Regions from separate parts of the Sus scrofa genome. Here regions 2 and 3 are each linked to region 1. Evidence: chromatin contacts called from public Hi-C and HiChIP or PLAC-seq data. All regions are on one chromosome and are shown on one strand. The core of a region is the stretch at or near the end of the contact, and the rest is flanking DNA. Distances in the headings are between cores, read along the strand shown.

Region 1 (4,552 bases), core at 695-3,194:
CAAGCCGAGTCTGTAACCTATACCACAGCTCATGGCAACGCCAGATCCTTAACCCAGCGAGCGAGGCCAGGGATCGAACCCGCAACCTCATGGTTCCCAGTCGGATTCGTTTCTGCTGTGCCACGATAGGAACTCCCTGTCACACCTTTCTTGAAGCCACTAATAGGAAATAAGAAAAATTCACTTGGACTTGTCTTTCTTAATATCATTTCCCCCCACTAATCTAAAGATCCTCCCAGAAAGTAATTAATTTCCCATTTTTCCTCTGTAACTAATCAAGATTAAAAACACTAATTCTCAAGTTCTTCTTTACCCCTTCCTTAGTCAATTCTAATTCTGCTCCTATCTAGTTATAAAAGCCCTCAGGCAATTTGCTTTGGGCTCTCTACAGGTTTCTGCTCTGTAAAAGGATTGGATTAAAACTCATACCCTTTTTCTCAAGTTGTGGAAACAATTCAATGAGATAATGCAAGTAAAGTTTTGGATAGATAGGTGCCTGGGGAAATATATTCCACCCCTATCTCTTCTTCGTAGGTTGGTATTTTATCTATCTAAAAGGCACAGAAACTAAAGGTTTTCTTGACCTTTTTTTTCTCCAGGGCACTAAATTCCTATTTCCTAACATTTTTCTAACAGACCTTATTTTCCCATCATGTACTTATTGCAACTTCTCCATTCCACATCATGTTAGAAACGGAACCTAACAGGGTTCGATAAAGCCAGTAACAAATTTCTTTTCCTTCTCCCTTTCCACTTAGCCCTCTCCCCCCAAAAAACCCTCCCCCCAAACAGCCCCCCCCCACCAAAAAAACTTCAAGAGTGACAGAGGAACAAGGCCCTCAAAGTTATCAATTAAATAATCTTCATCTTATGGTCAAAGAAAGAATGTTTCTTTGGGTTAAGAGAGTAGCTTAAAAATAAGGGGGAAAAAGGGTGTCTTTCCTTACTTCGTATTCATCAGCAGCATCCTTGGATTCCCTTTGTTTGCACAAGCGCAAGGTGCTGTGGGGCCCTTTAACACCTGCTTGGGTTCTTGTGAAAGCCTGTCTGATATCAAACATTCTGGATCACAGAGATGTTCATAGTGAATATGATACAATGAGCATGGGAAACGAAATATTTCCCATCCAGTAATATTTAATGTAAATGCTTTTAATAACTTGCTTATAAGGAATTCTTCTTGGTGGTTAAAACCAAGGAATTAGGGATCTAAGATACAACAACCAGAAAGAGAGTTGAAGCACTCCCTTCACGAGCTTCAGAAATATGAATTCTGTGTTCAGAAAACTTCCCACACTCTGGTTAATACATCCTCTGATTTAGAAAATGCCAGCAGCCCTGGCAGTTTCTGATGATGGATAATTTTTCCCCCCTTCAGGGCTCCAGACAGTTGGTGCTTAAGTGTCTACAATTTAAAGTTTTACATGTCTTCCTTGGGCTGTCATATGTTTACCTATCCCGTCCAGGACATCTCTCTAAATAATCTCTGAGTGGAGAATAACGATCCTTTCCTAGGAGATTTATCCGAGAAGGAACGTGCGCGGGGCCCTTCAAATTCCGAGGCTCAGATTTCGTTCCTGGCAGGTCAGATGGTGCGGTCTGTGGGCCCGAGGGATGCGCACAGCTGTCCCTACAAGAGGCACGGAGCACAGGTGCTCGGCCTCCCGCCGCTGAAGTCTCAGGGAAACTGCTGCACTGACATGTGAGTCGCAGGCAGTTTAACCTCGGATGCTCGACCCCTGAGGGCAAAAGAAAAAGTCTGAACCACCTACAGGGCTTCTGTCGCGATTAAAGCCCCTGTCCCTCTGCCGCCAGCCCTCCATCCACGCCGACATAGAGTCTTGGATTTGGATCTCGCTATACGAGCCTCCGCTGGCTACATCTCCATTATTTTCGCTGCGCGCGGTCCGGACCGGCTCGGCGGCGGAGGCCGAGCCTGTTTCGCTGGCCGGGGGGGCGTCCCTGTCCCCTGGCGGGCCACTGTAACTGCAGCCCTTTGGCCTGCGGTGGGCGTGCCCTCGTGCGCTCTTGCGGCGCCGCTATCTCTGTCGCCGACCGAGCGCCACGAGATCTTCCAACAAGTCGGGCTTGGAGCGCGCTCCTCGCGGTAGCCGCGCCGCCTCGGCGCGCCCGGCCGACCCTCCCGGAGCCAACCGCCCTGCGTTGTCGCCGCCGGCCTTGCCACGCGGTGCCTCCGCTCGGGCGCCAAGCGGCAGCTGCCTCGCCCGGCCTTATAGCTGATCATACTGCAGCGCGACACAGGGCCCCAAAAGGCGTCGTCTCCTCGGCTGCCCCGTGGTTTCTTTGCGGTTCAGCCTCCTTAACCTGGGGAGAAAGCCACATTTGATGGGATCTTTGATCAATCCTAGCGTTTCCTCCAGGTGTTTAGCTACCTCAGTTTTTCATTATTCTGCATTCCCTTTTGATTCAGTCATCTTTCCTCTTTTGGGTTGTGGGTTCTTCAAAGTTTAGACCTGGAATATTAAAACAACGTTATTTACAGTTTTATAATGGGGGCAAGGGCAAGCATGGGGAATTGGATGCTGAGTGGGTTTTTAATTTACAGACAAAAATCGTTTCACTGCCTGACTCAGGCTCTTAATTGTCCTCTCTGAACCTCAACTACTTCATCTATTAAAGTAAAATTTAAAACAGTTTTATCTCACCTGCCTTAAAGTAGAGGTTTGGTTAGATGACCTCATGAAGGGATCTTCCAGAGCTAGGATCTCTAAAAGATTTTGTGATCTGTAGTTTCAAAAGTTAAGATTAGAACTGTATCATTTCTTGAAAGTAGTGAGTGAAGAGCATTTTCTGTGCATCAAGTGTCAGAAGCAGGGGCTCTTTTTTCTCCCCCTCTCACCAGTTGGGGCAGGCTAGGGCTCTCTACACTCTGAATGTCACTGTCACAAACACACACTCCTGGAGTAGAGCTGGGGATTATTTAGTCCTTTAGGATTCTTTATACCATTGATTCTCTCCACTCATACTGATAATACAACAGTTAACTATATATTTAGAGTTTCTCCTCCTTGTCTCATGTTTTCAGAGAGAGAAGGGGGTGGGGAGAGAGGCTATTTCTCTTCTTTAAAATTAAAAAAAAAAAAATCAATCCCATTGATTAATGTAGAAAGTCAAAGACCCAAATCCCTTCCATTACTCTCCACTGTGATTAAAACTGAAGTGTTCTGAAAAATGTCATTTCAAATTGCAAGGAAGCAGAATCTCTCTTTCTCTCTGTCTCCCCTTCCCGATTTCTCTCTCTCTCTCTCTCTCTCTCTCTCTCTCTCTTTTTAAGGGAGACATAGAGATGTGCCCTTATGCTTTTTGATTCAGGAGTTTAAGAGGCCACAACTCAGAGCCAGCTGAGTTGACTGACCGCTGATTTTAGGTGTGCCCAAAGTGAGACAGTGCAGAGCCTTCCAGAAAAATCTAGAATATTACCTGTGTGTTTACATCGCTAAATTATTTCAGATATGTTGTTTTGACCCACCCTTTCCCTGGGATACAAGAGCCAACCTTCTCTGAGAGGGGGAGAAAAAGAAGGAAGATGTGTGAGCTCCCCCTGGTGCTCTTCTGTATTCAGGCGGATTGAAAAGAATTTCAGGGAAACAGGTCTACACGAGCAGAAGGGAAAATAAATTATCTGGATTATTTCTTTGTAAAAGGCCACTTCTGTGCTGCCAGGCAGGTTTCTGTTCAAGGTCTCTATGCTTGGATTCTTTATTTCACCTTGTCCATATAGACCTGGCTTTATTAGCTAATGTCACTTCTGTCAAGAGGTGGAGGAGAAATCTATGCCTTGTCAGAGAACATGCTGACAAAGCAAAATCTGAAGTGGGGATTTGCAGCTGCCCTGTGGCTGGGATTACTCCTGGAATCAAATTGGATTACTTTTTGTCTAGCATTGTTCTCATTGTTAGTCTACAGTTATTCATTTCACTGAATCATTTTCACACACTTCTCTTTGTGCAAGTAGGTATCACAAAGATACCCATGGGACTGGTACAAACCACATCGACCAGTAGGACCTTTAATTCTCAATCATATCTCCTATCCAGTAATATCCTATACTTTTAATGGCCTTTTTAAACACTCAGGGTCAGAGGTCTTGGTGGGGTCTGGTCCCCAGTCAAAGCTTTGGGGGAAGTTCCACACAGTCTAGTGGATGACTTCATCACAGTGGCTTTCAATAGTTTGTCAATATGTATTTAGTTAGTCCTGCATTTGGTCCACATTGTGGGGGGTATAAAAGATAGAGGAACATGGTCTGCTGAGACCTGGTCATATCAGCTAAGGGACAAACTCCAGGGTTTTTTTTTTTTTTATAATAGATGAGTCAGTATTGTCATGATTCTTTCAGCTCCTAGGAAAAGGCAGACAGAGCTTTGGGTGCATTTAGTTTTCTGTGTGTGATTCTGGCAGTGTGGGGATCTTGTAAAGCCAAAAATGGGTCTACAGATCCCAGCTTTTCTGATTGTCCTGGGGTTCTCTTTCACTTCGAGCTTAGTGAGCGAGCTCGGAAGCCACTCAGAGGTCCACAGCAAGCTTTAAT
Region 2 (4,663 bases), core at 1,416-3,915, 160 kb before region 1:
GGTGGGATTAAGGTGGAAAGGGGGGAGGGATGGAAGAGGGTTTTTTTTTTTTTTGGTTTTTCTTTTTTTTTTAAGATGGAATAGGCAGCAATAGCAAAAAAAAAAAAAAAAAAAAAAAAGGCGATATTGATATTGTATTTCCAAAGAGACGATCAAAACTGGTAACATCCACTATAAAACCAAATCCGGGAAGGGGAAAAAAAAAGCCGCTCTTCAGCGCATCATTTTATGCAACAGGAGGTAGAGCGAGAAATGAATGGATCACAGAGAAAAGAGAAACTACTCAGAACGATCCGGTCTCAACTTTCCCCCCCACCCTCCACCCCACCCCCCTCACACACACTCGCACACGCACACACGCGCGCGCACACACACACACACACACCACTCCCCTCTGCGTTTCAAAGTAGCTATAAAGAAATTAAAGATGAGCGTCTCTGGAGTGAAAACACGTCCAAAGGGGGAGGGGTGACAGGGTCGGCGAAAGGGGGGGGAGCGGAGTGGAGGGTCGGGTCCTGTAATTGTCCAGCACCCTAATTTGTGAAAGAAAGGGTTGTAAAAATTAAAGTCAGGCCCCTGGCAAAGTCGTCGGTCCTTCCAAGTGTCATTACCGGGGAGGGGGGGCCAGGGGGGGTTAGACATGAGGGGGAGGGAAGAGGCGCGGGAGGGGAAGGGGTGTCTCCAGTGGGAGCGCCGGGAGCCGGGAGCGCCAGGAGCCGGGAGCCCGCGGCTCGGTAGGCGCGGAGCCGCGTGCGGGGCCGCCGAGCCCGAGCCCCGCGCAGCCCCGCGCACCGGCCCCGCCGAGCCCTGCCGGCGCCGGTACCTACCGCCCGCGCGCGAGAAGGGGCTCTCCGTGCACCGCCGGCGCCGAGGCGGCGTTCATGTCTAACCACTGCCTCCACCGCCACCACCTCCTCCGCCTGCGCCCGCGCCCGCTCCTGCTCCTTCCCCGCCGCCGCCGCCGCCGCCGCCACTACAGATCCGCAGACACACAGCCAAGATCCCTGACTCTTAACACCAACTCTCTTCTCCGGGGAGGGGAGGGGACGAGGGAAGGGGGGGAGGGGGAAACACGCCGAGGCGCACGGAATTGCAAGTTCAGCAAAGAAATGGGTGGGGGGGCTCCGGCGGGGAGACGCGGCTCGCTCGGGTCGGAGTGGATGGGATGCACCCCCACCCCCCCGAGGGGAAAAAAAAAAATCTCAACACCTCCCCCGCCTCGCAAAAGAAAAAAAAAAAAAAAATACAAACGAAATTTCATCGAGCACCTCATTTTCCCTCAGATCGTCAGTTACAATCTGAAGCCTGAACAGTTCAGTTTTTGCCCGTTTCATCCATCGGAGGCACTTTGAAATTTATTCGAGTTTACATCCCCTCACTTCTTTCTTTCTCTGACTCTCGTTCCCTCTCACTCACACATCCACACACACGGCAAAGCAAGTTTATACTAGGCTGCAAATACACGTGATGCAAAAAGACTTTGCCAAGAGGAACAATATTTTTCTTTTTCTAGATATAAACCAAGCCACATTTTGCTGGGGAGATTTTCATGTCGGTACTTCTGCGTTGGGGGCGAAACCTAAATTACATACTTTCTTTCCCCTCCCTGTAAAGTCACAGAATAGTATAACTGCTAACTTCGCCAAAAAATAAATAAATAAATAAAAGACAATTTTTGAGGGTTGGTGTTGTTTTGTTTTTACACTTGAGTTCCTAGGCACGCTAAGCCCTCGTTCGCCAGCACTTTAAGTTTTTAATTCAACATTTACCATTACAGGCCCTGCATGCTCTTAAAACATACTTTTTTTCACATCACTTTTTAGGATTAAAATTAAGCTGCACAAATCTATCGTTTCATAATAACAAACGTGCTTTATCAAGTATATCCAACATACGCTATTTTAACATGGGTTAAAACACACACTTTATAAACCCTGTTATTGCTAGAGGTGCGAGTACATACACAGAATGCATGCACACACTTTTTCTCATTGGCAATTATTTAATAGGTCGTTCCTTTTGTTTTAATTAAACACTGGGATCTACATTTTAAAAATTAAATTCAATTACAAACAGTTTACTCTGACAGCAAATTGTAACGTTACCTTAAATGGCCACAAATATTCTCACAATATTCCAAGGAAAGTGACTTTAAAAAGAGAGACAAAAATCTTCTGCAAGTACTTAGTATCTCACATGTGTATCCCCCAAAAAAGTATTTTAACTGGTACTCAGTTCTGCTCCAGGGATATCCACAAAATACAAGATTATGCACCTGGCTCTGGTTTTTGCATTTTCCACCATAAAACTGCAACAAAATTCCCTCCCCCCAAAAAGAAATCATTAAAAAAAAAAATCCGACAACTTTTTCTTATTGTTTATAAAAAATAGCAATACAGGATAGTTATGATTTTTCCTCAAACAAGTCTTGGTGGTGCTTTTTTTTCTTCTCCTCTTATAAAGTCTTAAACTTGTTCCAAGTTTAGAGGTGTCTCATCATCATCATCCTCCTCCTCCTCATCATCATCACCATTGACTCCCCTGTGGAGTCACATTGATAATAATAGGTTTCCCTGAAAGATACATTGTAATCCATTCACATCCGGGCACTGCGGGCTTATAAAGAGAAGGCGCTGCGGCCGCGGCTGCTCCTCCAGACAATGACTGGGGAGGGGCGGGGCGGGAGCGGGCGACCATAGAGTAGTAAACAGAGCGCCTAGAGAGGCGATCAAGATGGCGGCGCGTGCGGGCCACGCCTCCTCCGGAACGGGAGGTGGGTGGCTGGATTCAGGCCGGCGTCGCGCGTGAGGGCTGAACTGCCAGGGCTCCCGAGGCTGGAGCCATTCGCGGGCCCTGTGCTCCTGCGCGTTGCTTAAAGTTCCCGGTGCTTTCCCTTCTCAGTTCTTTGACTCCAAAGTGTAGTTTGCAAATCAATTAAGTAATTAAACTCTTTAAGACTTGCACAGAGGAGTCAGATACCCTGAGGGAGGATCGGGAAAGGGAGGCCGAGAGAGGCCACATCGGCCTCCCCAACGGAAAGGTCGAGCCTGGATCTCCTGCAAAGTGAAGCTGGTGCTCTTAGCGAGGCGTGGGTGACGCAGAAAGAGGCCACTGAGCCAAGTTGTAGCGCCTGGGCTTCGAGAGCAATGTGGGTCCTCTCCTGCAGGGCCCTCACCCTTTTTTCTAGGCACCCCCGGAAAAGTGAGAACTTTTCAAGTCCAGAAGTCTACTGGGAGAAGATGTTCCTTTACTCCCTTTAAACTGAGACCAGTTTTACCGTGACCCACTCCTTACTCAACGTGTAGTTCTGGCCCAGAGTTCTACCTTCTCTAGCCAGTTTTCTGGTCTGTGCAATGCAAATAACAAACGCCCGCTTTATGAATTTCCTACGACTTAGAAGGATAAAGATAGAGCCGCCCCGAAAGAAATCTTCCCTTTCCATCTCTAATTCCTCGCTAAACCAACTGATATCTCTAATCTAGCCCATGGGATTTGAAATGGAGATTACTCCAAAATAATAGCTTTTAGTCCTCCCACTGGAGAAATGCAAGTAATGATGACAGGTTAGCACTTACATGTTTACTATGTGCCAGACACTGTTCTAAGAATTTCTCAAATATTAGCTGTTTCAATCCTGAGAGTGACTCTGTGGAGTTTGTGCTACTACTTGACCCAGGGCCATTTAGGAAGTGGTACAAACTTGCCTAAATTACACAACTTTATTAAGTGATAGCGCCCACCTTGGAAGGCAGGCTGTCTTCAATTAGAGTCAACATCCAGCCACATTCCTATACCATCTGGCAATGGGAACGTCCTAATCTCCATTTTCTGATGCAATGCAATTCTGTGCCAGTGACAAGAGTTCTGATCAATTTTCATGATCTTTTGTTCATATGCAAATTTTAGGGAACAAGAATTGGGGCATTTATAGGTTGTTTCCTGTCTCTTCACACACTGTGCAGATCTCTGTCTTTCCTACCCATTCCGTGTTCTTATCTTAAAATAAAATTTTACATTTAGACACTACTTTATGCTGCATTATCACAAGCACTATCTCTGATTCTCAGATTCTCTATCGGCTACACTGAGATGATGTAATCAAAATCACAAACGTTTGTTTAGGAGAAATATTCTACTGGCTCTACCTCTAATCAGCCCTGGGACCTAAGGCTTGATGTCAGTATCTTTTACTGTTAAATGCAGAGAACAGATTAGATAATCCCATAAGATTCCTTCTAGTTTCCAAATTTTAAGATTCCCCCTTCCCTTGAATTTCAAGAGGAATATATCCATCCAGAAATCAATGGGAGGAGCATCTAGGACCTAAATGCACCCCAGTTGCTGGCTACTGATTTTTTTTTAACTGCACCCTACAGTCAGAAAACCATGCAACTGTTCTTCCTATTTTTTAACTAAGGGACAGATTTGAATTTTTTTTTTTTTCCCTGAAACATCAGAAGAATAAGTATGCTTATGAAGACTGGTGGTACCTTAGAAGACGATAGAATCCAGAGGAACTTAAGATAGAAAGGGAAATGTAGCAGATATGTTTTGGGGTAGCTGCTCCATCACCTACAGAATCCTTTCCCTAGGAACCTGTTCATAAATCCCGATAATAACGGTAGAACTTGATGGGGGTATCGCATGACTCTTTTCTGACCCA
Region 3 (4,292 bases), core at 936-3,435, 230 kb before region 1:
TGAAAAATGATGTGCTGAGTTTTAAAAAAATCCAAATAAATCTGAATTGCATTTTGATTAACTGTTAAAACAGATGATCTGAAATAAAAGAGTAAATATTCTCTTGAAAATTGTAGGAAGACTCTGTATGTTATTAAATCATTATTTTTTTAAACAGGAAAACTACTCTATTTCTGAAGTTTGCTAACTTGCTGACCTTGAATATTCCACACCAAAATAAAAATATACATCTATATGTGTTCTAATTTCTATAAGTACTCAAGTTGTATGTCAACTTACTATTCCCATGTATTATGGATTTCCTAAAGCAATATTACACCTATGGCAGATTTTAAATCCTATTCATGCAGGACTAACACATCCAAAGCCTTGATATTATCTAAATTATTCTCTGCTCAAATTCAAGTTACCTAAAAGCAAGCAGTTGCAGCAACAAAAAACATACAGGTGTTACAGACACATGTATACATGTGTCCAAGCACACACACCCTATCACCACCACCATCGCCACCACAAATACTCAGCTCAAATGCTGGTTCTACTACCTATTTTTTTAGCCTTAATCCACTGTGTAGAAAACTACTCAGAAAATATTTGACACCCCCTGCCAATAGAGTATGTAAAAGAGGCCATCAGTCAGAATTTACCAAAGTAAGTTCTCCTAGAAAACTGGAGAGCTAAGGGAATGACCACCTCTAACAAATAGTTTACAGGCAACTCAGACCATCAGGGACAGAACCTCCAGTGGCCTAATGTGACATCCAGAAATGACTGCCCCCAAATCCTCAGCCCCTTTGCACTAGAACAATCGCGGCTTATCTCTCAATGAACATCATTTCTCAAAATCCTGCCTCAGAAGCACCTGGAGAACCTTCAACATCATCCAAACCTGCCTCCCATGGGAATTCCTTTAAACCAGACATTCCTGGGAGTCAGAGCCAAAAATAAAAGGAAAAGAGGGTGAAAAAAAAATCATGGGAAGTTAAAATGTTAGGACTCCCGCCAGGGAAATTCCTTTGGTGATCAGTCCCTATCTTCACCCTGAAACATACCTTTGAAGGGCTGAAATAACAGTTCTCTTTGGAATTTTTCAGACATTAAAATGACTGGGGAAAAAAAAATTATCGAAAGCAATCATCCTAAGGAATAAATAAAAGAAATGAAAGCAAAACCAGATTTTAACCAACATTAGCCTTCCACTTTCTCACACCATTTTTCCCTTTCATGTGTGTCTCCTTTAAATGTCTTCTAAACAAAAAGCCAAGTGTGGTGTCACTCAGTGAATAAGAGTGACAGTTACCACATCTTCTGACTCAGAATTAAGGGGACAAATTCATAACCTAAAACTCCAGAGATAGCCTTCCGCTTGCCCCTCAGACTGAGTCACAGCAGAAAACCAAAGATTTCCATTCCCGTACTTCTCTGTCTAGAGAGATTTATGACACTCAGCATTTTGATAAATACAAGAAAAAGAGCGAAAACAAGCAGAAATGTTTATAATATTTCCCATTTCAGTGTACAACTTGACAGAAATTTTTTAAATATTTCAAAGCATCATAAGAATTCATTACTCTAAACCAGGCATTTCCAACTGAAAGTCTTATGATCTCAGACATAAAGGTCCAGTGATTCAACTTATAAGCAGAGGACTCAGACATTGAGAGATCAAACATTTTAATCGAAAAGCAGGCTTTTGAAACCCAGGTTCTGTAAATATTTATCTCCTTTTTCCTCTTCCATAGGAAAAGGAAGTAATAAATTCCCCCAATATATCAGGTGATTAAGACTCTGAAACACAACGTGCAAACTCTGAAATACAACGTGAACTGAGATCTCCACGTAAAAGGTCCATCTTTTAAGGAGACGTCTCTGTTCCTCTTCTTTGCTTAGTGGAAACAGAACATGAGTTAATGATGACGGCAGATTTTCATTTATTTGTAAACATCAGTCAATAGATGGGGAAATGATATTGGCTCTGTGTTTATAAGCCACAGTAGAAAATTGAACAATAGCAGACCTTTACTGAAACAAAAATAAAATATGAGTCAACAAGATCCTTGCCAAACAGAGGTCTCAGGACAGCCTTGTTCAGTCTTCTGGGAATCCCACTCCAATAAGCACAATAAAAGCAGGACGTGCCTCATTTCCTTCAACCCCTCAACATGCCTCTCTTGGAGATGTTTGTAAATTTCCTTCCTCTACGCATCTAGCTGGCAAACTGTCGTCATTTCTTTGGGGTAATAATATCCTGTTGATGTCTGGGTAGATCTGTTTTGAGTGTTTCCTCTACACCGCACATATACTTTTAATATTCTTTTTCAACACAACGCCAGTAAATTATTTTTCAACGTATTTGAACATAGTTCAGCGAGGTATGATTTGATTAGATGGAACGAATGGCATGAGATTCTAATAAAATGCTGGTTTTACTTGTGGATTTACAACCTAGATTTAGATAATAAAGTAACTCCAACAGGAAAGAAAGAGGCATTTTCTGCTTTTTTTCTGAAATTGAAAATATTTACCTATGCTGCTTTATTAATATAAATATTTTCATTCAATCCCTATGCTGGAGTTTGGAAATTTCACACAGCAAAAGAGCAGCCTTACCACTAAAACACTCACTTGTGAAAATGGCAACTTTTATTTTACTTCATATAAAAATTGCACTAAGCACTTTAAAAAGAGAGTTTTAAAATGTATTCCAGAATGAAGGTTAAATACACTATAAATTCAGTCAAATACAATGAGTGATTTAAAACTTTGGCCTAAATAAAATATTTTTTAAAACAAAAATGTATTTATACCTGAGAGTCTATTTCTTAGACAAAGAAGTTTTACCTAAAGCTAAATAATTCCAGGCAGAATTACACTTCTCAATAAAGTTATATGATATAAAGGGAGAAAATTATACAGAATGACAGCTTTGAAAAATAATACTCAAAAAGTAAAATAAGACTAACTCTCAACTAATGTAATTTGCACTTAGGCAGACATTTTGGTTACAAAGACAGCAAAAGCTGATTTGTGAAAAACTAAAAATAATTGATTATCACTACAAAGCATTAGATTTGGAGCTAAATTAATTGACATGTAGCATTCACTGCAATTCCAGATAACACCTTATTTAACACATGAAATAATAAGAATCATGATCCTGAAAAATGTCCAATGTCATTAATAATCCAGAAAATACCTACTTTAAAACAAAAACAATCAGATACCAGATTTTTCAATACCAACTTAATAAGATAAAAATAATGCAAAGTGGCACAGCCTTCCTAGACAGCAATTTGACAAGATATGTAAAGAGCCTTTCACCTAATAATTCCCTAGGAAACTATCCTAATATCTTTGTAAATGAAGACAAGTATTTAAAGACAAGGCTGTTCCAAACAGTGGTCAACAGGAAACTGTTTAAATAAATTTTGGAAGAACCTATGATGGGATATGATGCTGCCTTTAAAAGATCATGTTTTTGAAAATGTCTAAGAACATTGGAAAAATGCTCATGATAAAATGTTAAAAAGTAATATACACATTTCATATTAAGTTTTTAAAAACAAAAATTAGAATCTTCAGTCTTCAAAATATTAATATTGGATATCTCCACAAAGAAGATATATTATATTTAGTCAGAAAAAACTGAATAAAGTTTATATATAGTTCCTAATTTCAAGTTTCTCATAATCTATTATTCAAATTAATTAAATTCAAGTATGGGTGGGGAGTGTGATGTATAATGGATTCAAAAATGACAGAATGTTCATAATTATCAAAGCTGTATAATAATGGATATATGGCAGTTTATTATACTATTCTCTTTATAACTGTTTGAAATTTCTGCAAATAACTTCCAAATAAGAATTTTAACAATAATTAAAAGGCATGGAAAATATAATAAGTGTCCTAAGAGTTAGACAAATAATATAAAATTCAGAGATGAGAAAAAATCATGTCTGGAGGAGGTATTGGCAAATCTTTGAATAACTAATAAGATTTCAATAGGCGAATTAGGTACTTGCAGGTAGGAATGAGTATGATGAGCGAAGTTATAGTGGGGAAAGGCAACTGGCCTTGAGCATTAGGCCAGTAAGTAACTAGTAACAAACCTGTGAAATCTAAGTGCTGCTCTCAAATTAGATCAAATTCCCTAATAGAAGATAGGGAGGCACCAACTTTTGGATTCCAACTAGTTGCAAGTCCCCTAATGAGTCAGTATTCTGCATATACAAATGTTCACCTGGCATGAAGAGGATAAAAAAGCATCATTGACTATTGCAGACTTCTGG

The links. A called contact is a pair of places that touch in the nucleus more often than the background predicts. HiChIP or PLAC-seq counts read pairs in DNA pulled down with a chosen protein or histone mark.
Region 2: a Hi-C map of skeletal muscle shows a contact between it and region 1, with 6 times the contacts expected there. The contact joins the promoter of TCF4 here to the enhancer-like site in region 1. A contact is called at or near these places in 2 of 5 promoter capture datasets (fetal skeletal muscle and liver), 12 of 47 Hi-C or Micro-C datasets (alveolar macrophages, brain, embryonic fibroblasts and 6 more) and 1 of 2 datasets of contacts at active chromatin or transcription factors (skeletal muscle).
Region 3: a contact with region 1 is called in an H3K27ac HiChIP or PLAC-seq map of skeletal muscle, with 6 times the contacts expected there. The contact joins two enhancer-like sites. A contact is called at or near these places in 5 of 47 Hi-C or Micro-C datasets (embryonic fibroblasts, heart right ventricle, liver and 2 more) and 1 of 2 datasets of contacts at active chromatin or transcription factors (skeletal muscle).

Annotation. Positions count from the first base shown.
Region 1 is chr1:105,235,862-105,240,413 of Sscrofa11.1, forward strand. No RefSeq gene overlaps it. Among named protein-coding and RNA genes, the nearest start is that of TCF4, 160 kb to the left of the region's middle. Within about 2 kb of position 1,945, at least 32 of the 83 cell types and tissues checked have an H3K27ac peak or open chromatin away from gene starts, as enhancers often do. A contact at or near this core is called in brain, fetal skeletal muscle, retroperitoneal adipose tissue and 2 more, where this site is marked.
Region 2 is chr1:105,077,254-105,081,916 of Sscrofa11.1, forward strand. It overlaps TCF4 (transcription factor 4), which reads right to left and starts at 2,666. Exons shown (of 20, transcript XM_021093491.1): 1 at 2,106-2,666.
Region 3 is chr1:105,003,241-105,007,532 of Sscrofa11.1, forward strand. All of the region lies in intron 3 of TCF4 (transcription factor 4), which reads right to left. Among named protein-coding and RNA genes, the nearest start is that of TCF4, 75 kb to the right of the region's middle. Within about 2 kb of position 2,186, at least 28 of the 83 cell types and tissues checked have an H3K27ac peak or open chromatin away from gene starts, as enhancers often do. A contact at or near this core is called in retroperitoneal adipose tissue and skeletal muscle, where this site is marked.